3 separate regions of the Hordeum vulgare genome follow, and all the other regions are linked to region 2. Evidence: chromatin contacts called from public Hi-C data. All regions are on one chromosome and are shown on one strand. Each heading gives the region's core, a stretch centred on a gene start, on an enhancer-like site or on the middle of the called end of the contact. The rest is flanking DNA. Distances are from core to core; before and after follow the strand shown. Region 1 holds the start of LOC123447935 (SWI/SNF complex subunit SWI3C homolog). Region 2 holds the start of LOC123447934 (protein CELLULOSE SYNTHASE INTERACTIVE 3). Region 3 overlaps LOC123447936 (F-box/WD-40 repeat-containing protein At3g52030).

Evidence for each region. A called contact is a pair of places that touch in the nucleus more often than the background predicts.
Region 1: a Hi-C map of leaf shows a contact between it and region 2, with 5 times the contacts expected there. The contact joins the promoter of LOC123447935 here to the promoter of LOC123447934 in region 2. A contact is called at or near these places in 4 of 6 Hi-C or Micro-C datasets (leaf and seedling) and 1 of 1 datasets of contacts at active chromatin or transcription factors (embryo).
Region 3: a Hi-C map of leaf shows a contact between it and region 2, with 2.3 times the contacts expected there. The contact joins the enhancer-like site here to the promoter of LOC123447934 in region 2. A contact is called at or near these places in 3 of 6 Hi-C or Micro-C datasets (leaf and seedling).

Annotation. Positions count from the first base shown.
Region 1 is chr4H:76,987,779-76,990,561 of MorexV3_pseudomolecules_assembly, forward strand. It overlaps LOC123447935 (SWI/SNF complex subunit SWI3C homolog), which reads right to left and starts at 1,327. Exons shown (of 9, transcript XM_045124670.1): 1 at 1,188-1,327; 2 at 576-1,100; 3 at 1-489. The coding sequence starts at 1,215.
Region 2 is chr4H:76,714,532-76,717,264 of MorexV3_pseudomolecules_assembly, forward strand. LOC123447934 (protein CELLULOSE SYNTHASE INTERACTIVE 3) reads right to left here and starts at 1,291. Exons shown (of 7, transcript XM_045124669.1): 1 at 1,116-1,291.
Region 3 is chr4H:77,172,212-77,174,911 of MorexV3_pseudomolecules_assembly, forward strand. LOC123447936 (F-box/WD-40 repeat-containing protein At3g52030) reads right to left here. Exons shown (of 9, transcript XM_045124672.1): 9 at 1,626-2,251. The coding sequence ends at 1,846. Among protein-coding and RNA genes, the nearest start is that of LOC123447936, 18 kb to the right of the region's middle. Within about 2 kb of position 1,405, at least 3 of the 3 cell types and tissues checked have open chromatin away from gene starts, as enhancers often do. A contact at or near this core is called in leaf and seedling, where this site is marked.

The DNA of each region.
Region 1 (2,783 bases), core at 77-2,576, 270 kb after region 2:
TCCCTTCCAATTCAGTAAACTCAGCATCGGCGTCAAAATCCATCACCTCTGGATTTGATGAAGATGAAGTCAGAGAAGAAATGTCGTCTGCTTGGAGACTACATTTTGGCCGGTCAAACAAAATTAAACCATCAATGGATTTCAGCGCTGTAGTCAACAGTTGCAACTCCCCTGCTGGTTCCTCTATAAGAAGTGATGCTGCCACCCTCAGACCCCGGTGCACCAACCCAACCGCGAGGTAATTGATGATTCCCCAGGTGTCCAAGAACCGAACGATCCTACTCAAATCATATAGTTCACCTGTGTTAACAACAAACCCTTGGCACTCTGCAAAACCAAGCCTCTTGCCTGGGTTCTCCAAATATTTGGCAATAATTCTATTCCTTAACATTATGAACTTCTCCGGAGTGTGCCCTAGAGATTTCCCTGTGAAGAAGTGTGGAACAACCTGCCTTTCCAGCCTGTGCACCGTCCCAGGAGAGAACCAATCTACAAATGGTAAATTAATTCATGTTGCAGTGAACTTAAAACCAACGTATGTTCAGAAATTCAGGGTTTAGTCGCAACGAGCGAACCTGAGTGCTTAGGCACCACATGGAGGCGGCCCTGGAACTGCTTGTGCACGCCATGCCCCTCCATGAGGGGCGGTGGCGTGCAGACATAAGAAGACGGCCTGTCAGGATCCGTCGAAAGGGACGGGTGGTCAGGGAGCGCCCTGGAGAGCACCTGCAGCTGCCCATGCGAGATGTTCTCCAATGCCGGTGGCGCGGCGGCGGAGACATCACCCACATACGCAGATCGCTCAGCTGCAACGACGGCCATGACCGACGGATGCGGACGGTTGACTGTGCGGCGGGTGGCGGCAGGGAAGGTGGAGATGACCTCGGCCGAGGAGAGCAGCTCTGCCTCACGGGGGTCGGGCACGGGATTCCTGGCCGCGGCACCGGCCAGGATTTCGTAGTCGGCATTGTCAACCGCGGGCGATGGAACGGCCGTGTCGTCGTCATCGTTGTCGGAATCGTCCGAATGGTCGGCCGCGGCCGACGGCAATGGAAGGGCGTCGGAGTTTCGCTTCCGTTTCCGCCATTTGGTGCGCGAATCTGGGGGTTAGGGTTCGGATGGAGGGTGCAAGATCAGTTGGTAGCAGCTCAGGTAATTAGGTCCGGCGAGAGGTTGGACGTACCAACCTGGCGTGCAGGAGGCCTTGCGCGGCATCGTAGGCGGCGACGAGTCGGGGACGGCCGACGCCGAAGAGGTGGTCAGGGTTTTTTTTTAGATAGGTGGTGAGGTTTCGTAGGATGACCACGAGTGATGAGGGGACCGACCGTCTCGACGATGACGACGAAGGCAACACGTGCGATGAGAAATTGGATTATTTTCGGCAGCACACCATCTCTAGCATACTCCATAAAAAAAAAAAAAAAAAAAAAAAGCAAAATGCGTTTACAAGTTGTTGCGGAGCAATTTTACGTAGTCATTTCATGCGACAAAGCTGTATTTAAAAAATACATTCACAGTAAAACTACATCATGGTTATTCATCAAACTACATCATAGTTCTTCATCAGTAACCTACATCACTTATTCATACTACTAGGTAGGGGGAGGACTGCGAGTCGTGCAGCGTAACCGAGCCTAGACTACCAAAAATGACGGGTGCGACGGCAACGACGCGGCGAAGGAGACGGAGGAGCTAAGTCCTCATCGGAGTTGAGGTCGATCCAGATCTTGTCCTGCTCGGTCTTCATGACACGCAAGTCCGCCTCATTGGACGCGCTCGCGTGCGATGTTGTGACCCCTTGATCGAAGAAAATCTGCTCAATCTCGAACTCGCGGCGGTTGCGCGCGGCGGCCTCCTCCGCCTCCCTCACCGAGCGCTCCATGATGGCGCGCATGAGGTCATCCTCCTGCCCTGGAGGGAGGTAGTCCTCGGGGCCGATGACCCCTCCACGCGACGGGATGGCATCGTCCTCGAGCTTGACGGCGAGCGGCCCGAGCTCCTCCGACCTTCTCTTCACCGGAGTGATGGTCTGCGAGGACGAGGCGTCCGTGGACGAACTCCCAGCGGCAGAGGAGTCGAGGCGTCGGACCGCGAGCTCGCGCTCGCACTCCTCGAGCTCGCGGCGTTCGAAAGTCGACGACGGCCGATGGACGTAGTTCAGCCACCTCCGTGATCCCCGCTTGCGTGCGGCGTCGGAGGCAAGGCGGCGGTGGCGCTCGGCGTCATCCCCTCCATTTACGTGGTCGTCCATGGTCGGGACAGCTTGCTATGGGTTTTTTTTGTCTCGCTGGCGGCGAGAAATTAGAGCGGAGTGGGAGATGAATCGCGGTGGAGCTGTGGCGGCGGAGGATAGGGTTTGACCCGCATATATGCCGGTTGGGGGGTTCTTTTCCTGGCCGTGATAAAAAAAATACGGGCCGGATGCGCGATATGGGGTCTGTTCTGACCACTAAAACGGGTAGAACCCGTATACTCGCCGGAATTTTGCGGGTTCGGCTCTTTTACGGGGTTTGCTAGAGATGCTCTAAGGGTGTGTTTGGTTTGTGTCACCGGGTGGAATGTAACGGGTCCGTCCCGTCCCTAGAGGTCGTTCTTCTGTTTAGTTGGGTCCAGGAATCGGAACCCACTCATTCCCTGGAATGGCATATTCCTCCGAGATCCGTAACGCGCTAGTACCTCTGAATCGGTGGAACGATGCGGAACGCCTCGCGTCTCTCACATTTTCCCCGACGCTGCCCCCTTTCTCCCATAACCTCGCTGGCCCTCTTCCTCCCTCCCTCCCT
Region 2 (2,733 bases), core at 41-2,540:
ATTAAAAGATAGCCATGGTCAGCAGATCCAGTTCTAACATGCAAAAAATTACAGTTGATGTAAATCGTCATGAGGAAATTCAGATCCCAAATTTTTTTACTTTCCGACTTAACTGTCAAAGATGAGAAACAAAATTATCGACCATGATCTATCATCGTATGCCCCAGTTCCATGCAAGTATACTTCAGTGGCGAGATTCCTTGCACACCTCAGCTGCAATGACACCTACGCGGGTGGCACACACTTCCGAAGTGCAAATGCATGTAGCAATTAGCTCCAAACAACCCGAGCAACTGTGTCTAGCTTCACGAAAAAGCACACACTTCCAAAGTCCAATTGCATATAGCAATTAGCTCCAAACAACCCGGGCAACTGTGTCTAGCTTCACGAAAAAGGTGTCTTCCCTAATTTCAGCAAATTTGAGGGAGGACAGCCCCCAGCGGCAGAAGGTGTTGCAAATGCCAAAGAAAAAAAAACTGTCGACCAGAGCTGCCAATGCACGGGGATAGGAACGACCATACTAGCAGTAAACGAGTTTAAGACAGGCGTGAGTGCAAAATTGTACCATTCCACGTGGTGGGGAGTTCAATTACTCCTGAAATCCCAATAGAGAGTGGCCGCCTCAACCGAGCACTGTTTATTTATATTACACAGACCATGACCCAGTGAAAAGCACGCCTTTTCTACAGTATGGTAAGATCGGACCATGGCCTTCAAAACAAGACACTATAATGGCTAACTAAAGGCTGATGAACAGAGAAACAGAAGAGCGGGTCGCGACAGAATTCCTCGAGAATTACTCCCCCCCGAGCGCACCTAACTACGGCCTGCCCCAGATCGCTCCTCGCGCCACTGCGGAGCGACAAGCGACGGCGGACCACCACCCGATCACGCGAACCACCCGAAATCCCTCCGCCCACCTCCACCGCCTCGCCAACGGGGCCATCGCAGGCGAGATCCCGACCGCCAGGCTTCAACGAAAAGCAACGCGATACCCCCTAGAACCAGCGCGAATCGCTCGGAATTGGGCGCCGCCACGGGCAGGCAGCAGCCCCCTGCCGGGCGCGCCTGGCCAGAGATCGACGAACGAGACCGGGGGAGGGGGGGGGGCTCACCGGCGGCAGGCGAAGACGTCCGGCGGCGAGACCGAGGCGGAGGAGAGGAGGAGGCGACGCTTGGTCTCGCGCCCACTCGCCCACTGTGCCGCGCAGTGTGGGTGTGAACTGTGAAGAGAGAGAGAGAGAGATGCGAAAGCTTTTTGGAACAGGGGAAGTGGGGAGGGAGGGAGAGAGAGGGGTGGGTCTTTTGCGGATCACTCCCGTCATTGTCGCGTTATTACGGCAGCGGACATGGACGGACGCCTGGGCTGTGTCAAGTGGAAATTAACTGCGTTCCTCTTTTAGTAACGGGCAGATCGCTGTCGTACTACGCAGCGGTAGTGGAAGCATTTACAGCACCTTCAACCGTGTCAGTAAGTAAAATAGTCACTGTTTGCGTGAAGTTGGGTCAGAAAATTCTCTTCAACAATTTTCATAAACGAGCACATTTTTAGTGATAATAGAAGAAGACAGATTTAGAGGGATTTTACATTAACTGGGAAACGACCTCGTCGGACAACTTCCTCTAAACTTTACTGTGCCCCATAAAAGTGGTTTTACGGGGAGATTCTTACATAAACTGATGAAGATTCTCTAAGCAAGTGGGTAGGGTGTTCCTGTAAACACATTTGCTCAAAGAGACAGGCTCTTAATCCACCTTGGGATTAAAATGTGATGTAGCGTATTCTATACTAATTTAAATTCTAGATTGTTAAGTTAACCGAAATCATGTAAACATGTATCATGTAAAAATAGTTTCTTTAGACCCATTAAGAAAAAAATTTAGAAAAGGAGGATGACCCCCGGCCTCTGCATCTGAAAGATGCATGCAACCATTTTATTAATTATTCACAAAGATCTTACAAAGCAATACATCAATATATCTGAAGCCGTCCTCTTGGCAATATCTATCGCTACTCCTATCCAATGATGAAGGGGTGCAGAAAGTGTGAGCCACATACCCACACCTCTCACCTAGACTAACATCTAAAGCCGGAGGCCCCGACTGAGCCACATACCGGGTCAGGGGCACAAACCGGTCCAACGCACCCTCATAGGTCGTCGCCGCCGCTTTCCATCAATCCATCTTCAGAAGAGTTACTGACGCATCGACCTTGCAAGGCTTGCCGTCGATGCCCCCACAGCGCCAAACAGCGCATCCTCCCTACGCGCGCTCATCATCATGCATCCGTCGCCGAGACTTTGCTGCGCCTCGCTGCCGAGACTCCACGACATCGATGTGTCACAAGGAATGCCGCTCCACCGTTGATGCCGACCAATGATCCCTCGAGCCCGTGTGTACCTCCATGAATGATACCCCCAAGAGGGAAACGACACCAGAGCGTCGCCGTCATCCGATCTACTGATCTAGGGTTTCCTCGGAGGTAGCAAAGAGCAGCCTTGAACTTCTCCTCGGCGATGCCTTCAGGAAGGAAACGACCTAGACAACGCCGCCATCGCCGGCTTTGGCAGTAGCCGAAAGCAAGCTTTTACCCAGATCTGTTCGAAGAACCCATCTCTCCTGCACGGGCCACCACATCCTGCGACGTCCCCGGGAGCAGGATCCCAAGATCCGCCGCCACCGGCAACGCCACAAGAACCCACCACCTGACCGTCATCCCTGACGAAGGGAATG
Region 3 (2,700 bases), core at 155-2,654, 460 kb after region 2:
CATACCTTCCCCTGATTTGCGGGATTTCAAATCCATGGGGCACCGTGTTGGATGGCTTGCAATGTATGGGCGCCTGATCGTTTTGAGGATCCATGTTGAAATGCCCTAAGAGTTGAAGGACCAATGTTAACGTCTATCATATCTTTTTACGTGCAATATTATCAAACTACTCACAATGGGGAGTAACATAGAGTAATATCATGCATATGTTACTAGTCTGAGTTACTATCTTCATAGTGGATAGTAACATAGGAGTAGTAACATTGACCGTTTCATTTATTAGCTTATAAACTCATCTTACCTTGGTATGTGTTATGTTACTCATAGTATAAGTAACTAGCTAAGTTACTCAATTTCTCTCTGTTCTCATTAATTAGTTACCCCATCATATTTTTTTCTTAGTTGTCATCTATGTTGCTACATATGTTACTCTCATTATGGGTAGTCTCAGGACTTGTATGTATTAGATCGAAGGGGAGACTACGCGGTCACTGCACAATTTAATTGAGTGAATCTGGACAATCATACACATAGAAAATGTTCAACTTCAAGACTATTCAGTACAACTGAACATTGTGTATATGGTCCCAATTTTGTGAGTGCTTGTGCTGGAATTGAATTGATAGTCTCAGCCCAGCTACAAATCAGTCGGATGATTTCCTACAGAAATCATCCACCTATCCAGCCGTCAGATCAATGCGCTGAGGAAATCATCAACCTGTCCAGCCGTCAGATCAATGCGCTGGTGACCACTCGATTCAGCAACGTCATGACAATAGATCAGCTCCAGTGCAATGGGGTGCCAGCTTCATTGCAGTACGACACAACGCAACCATAGCTTCAATGCGGCATCGACAATATCCGGTGAAGCTTCATTGTAGCTCTGGCGAAGCTCCAACGCAGCAGATACGACATCTGGTGATGCTCCATTACAACTTCGGCGAAGCTCCATTGCAGTGTCAGCTATGTTTCCGGCGGCCCAACGTTGCTCCGTTGCAACATCGACGGTAGTTTCATAGAGCTTTAAGGCAACATCATCGGAGTTTCAGCGCCTCCGTTGGACACTTGCCGCGGTCACCTTCGTTGCACCAACGTTTCTTCGTTGCAGCTCCGACGGTGCACCCAACACTTTCAAGCAAAAATCCCCCCGGGCATGAACCTCTCCGCAACAACGAGCACTCGCGCAGCCCCAACGATGATGCTACATCGATATGCTCTGCAACGCCGGGTGCTCACCGGCAACAGCAAGGCCATCACCAGAAACTTGCTCCGACGAAGGCTGATGGTGAAGATGTGGAGCGGCTTGCTCCGATGAGGATAATGGCGAAGTGGTGGACAGGCACTGTGTGAGAGATGGAGATAGGAGGCGATAGAGAAAAAGGGGATCTGGCTTCGAACTGGGTAGTAAAAAAGGAACGGTCCACACTCGCGTTCACGCTAGAGATAAGGGACTGGACGAATGTGTGGCGTGGCCCAGGACCCGTGGCGTCCGGACGACGCGGAGAATTCAGCCGGATCTAGAATTTAGATCGTTTCTCTACATAAATATGCACGATAGAATATCAAGTAGCTGACAGCGCGGATGGGAGCAAATTGGCGGAGGAGGCAAGGCAAGTACACAAAACTGAACACATTGTAACTCCTATAATTCTCTTTTCCTTCCGGAGAAAAAAGAACATAAATTCGACATAAATATTATTTTCCACGGCAATACAAATGGCGTTGGCGGTACAGCGTGTCAACACCAACACTACATCTTCAGGGTACTGTTACAAGCTTACTTACAGTGTCTCGTTTAGAAACAGCGCAAGTTCTTCTGAATTCCCGATGACCATTCTAAGAACTCTATGAGCGGAATTTCCAGACGCGGATGTAGTTTTCACCGTGCGTGGTCACGATTTTCTTCATGCCCACTGACAGGCCGGCGATTGGCGGGCGCAGGTGCATAGGAATGTTGTCCAGCCGGGCATCCGGAGCGATTTCATGGACTCGCTTCTTTTCGACTTGCTGTCTGGGGCCAGATTCCGCTGGGCGGACATTCTTTTGTTCAGCTTGCAGCCTGGAGCTGGACTGTGCTGGGTAGCCTGCATCCATGATGAAGCTTCGAATAGTATCGCCGGTTCTCTGGCATATCAGGCGAAGGACGCCATCAATACCACCAACGACCAGCGTCGAAGTGTCACCAGGCAAATGATGTGCACTGTAGATGACATTTGGGCTAACTCTTGTTTCCCAGAGAGGCCTCAGGGTCCTGGTCAAGGATAAAAGTAACAAAAATGATGAGATCCAGTTATGATTTGCTGGACCATGACATTAGAAAAAAAATCAGCAATGGCTTCTGTTGCCAACATTCTGCCCGGTAGTTAAGTTGTTAACACTGCAAACAACTTCGTACTTGCATAATAAAACATTATGGATAATTTAAGACGTTGAACAACTACAGATCGCCACAATTATGAACAAAGTGCAGTTGATTAAAAGAATGTAGAAATGAGCAGTTTGCTAGTTGACCTCTAAAAACAAATTATTCATTGACAGGATAATTTACTACTCCCTCCGTCCCAAAATAAGTGACTCTGACTGTGTATTAATTTTATACTAAAGCTAGTACAAAGTTGAGTCACTTATTTTGGGACAGAAGGAGTACATTATCAACTGGTAGTCATGATAATCTTCTTCACATTACAAGAATGTGTAATC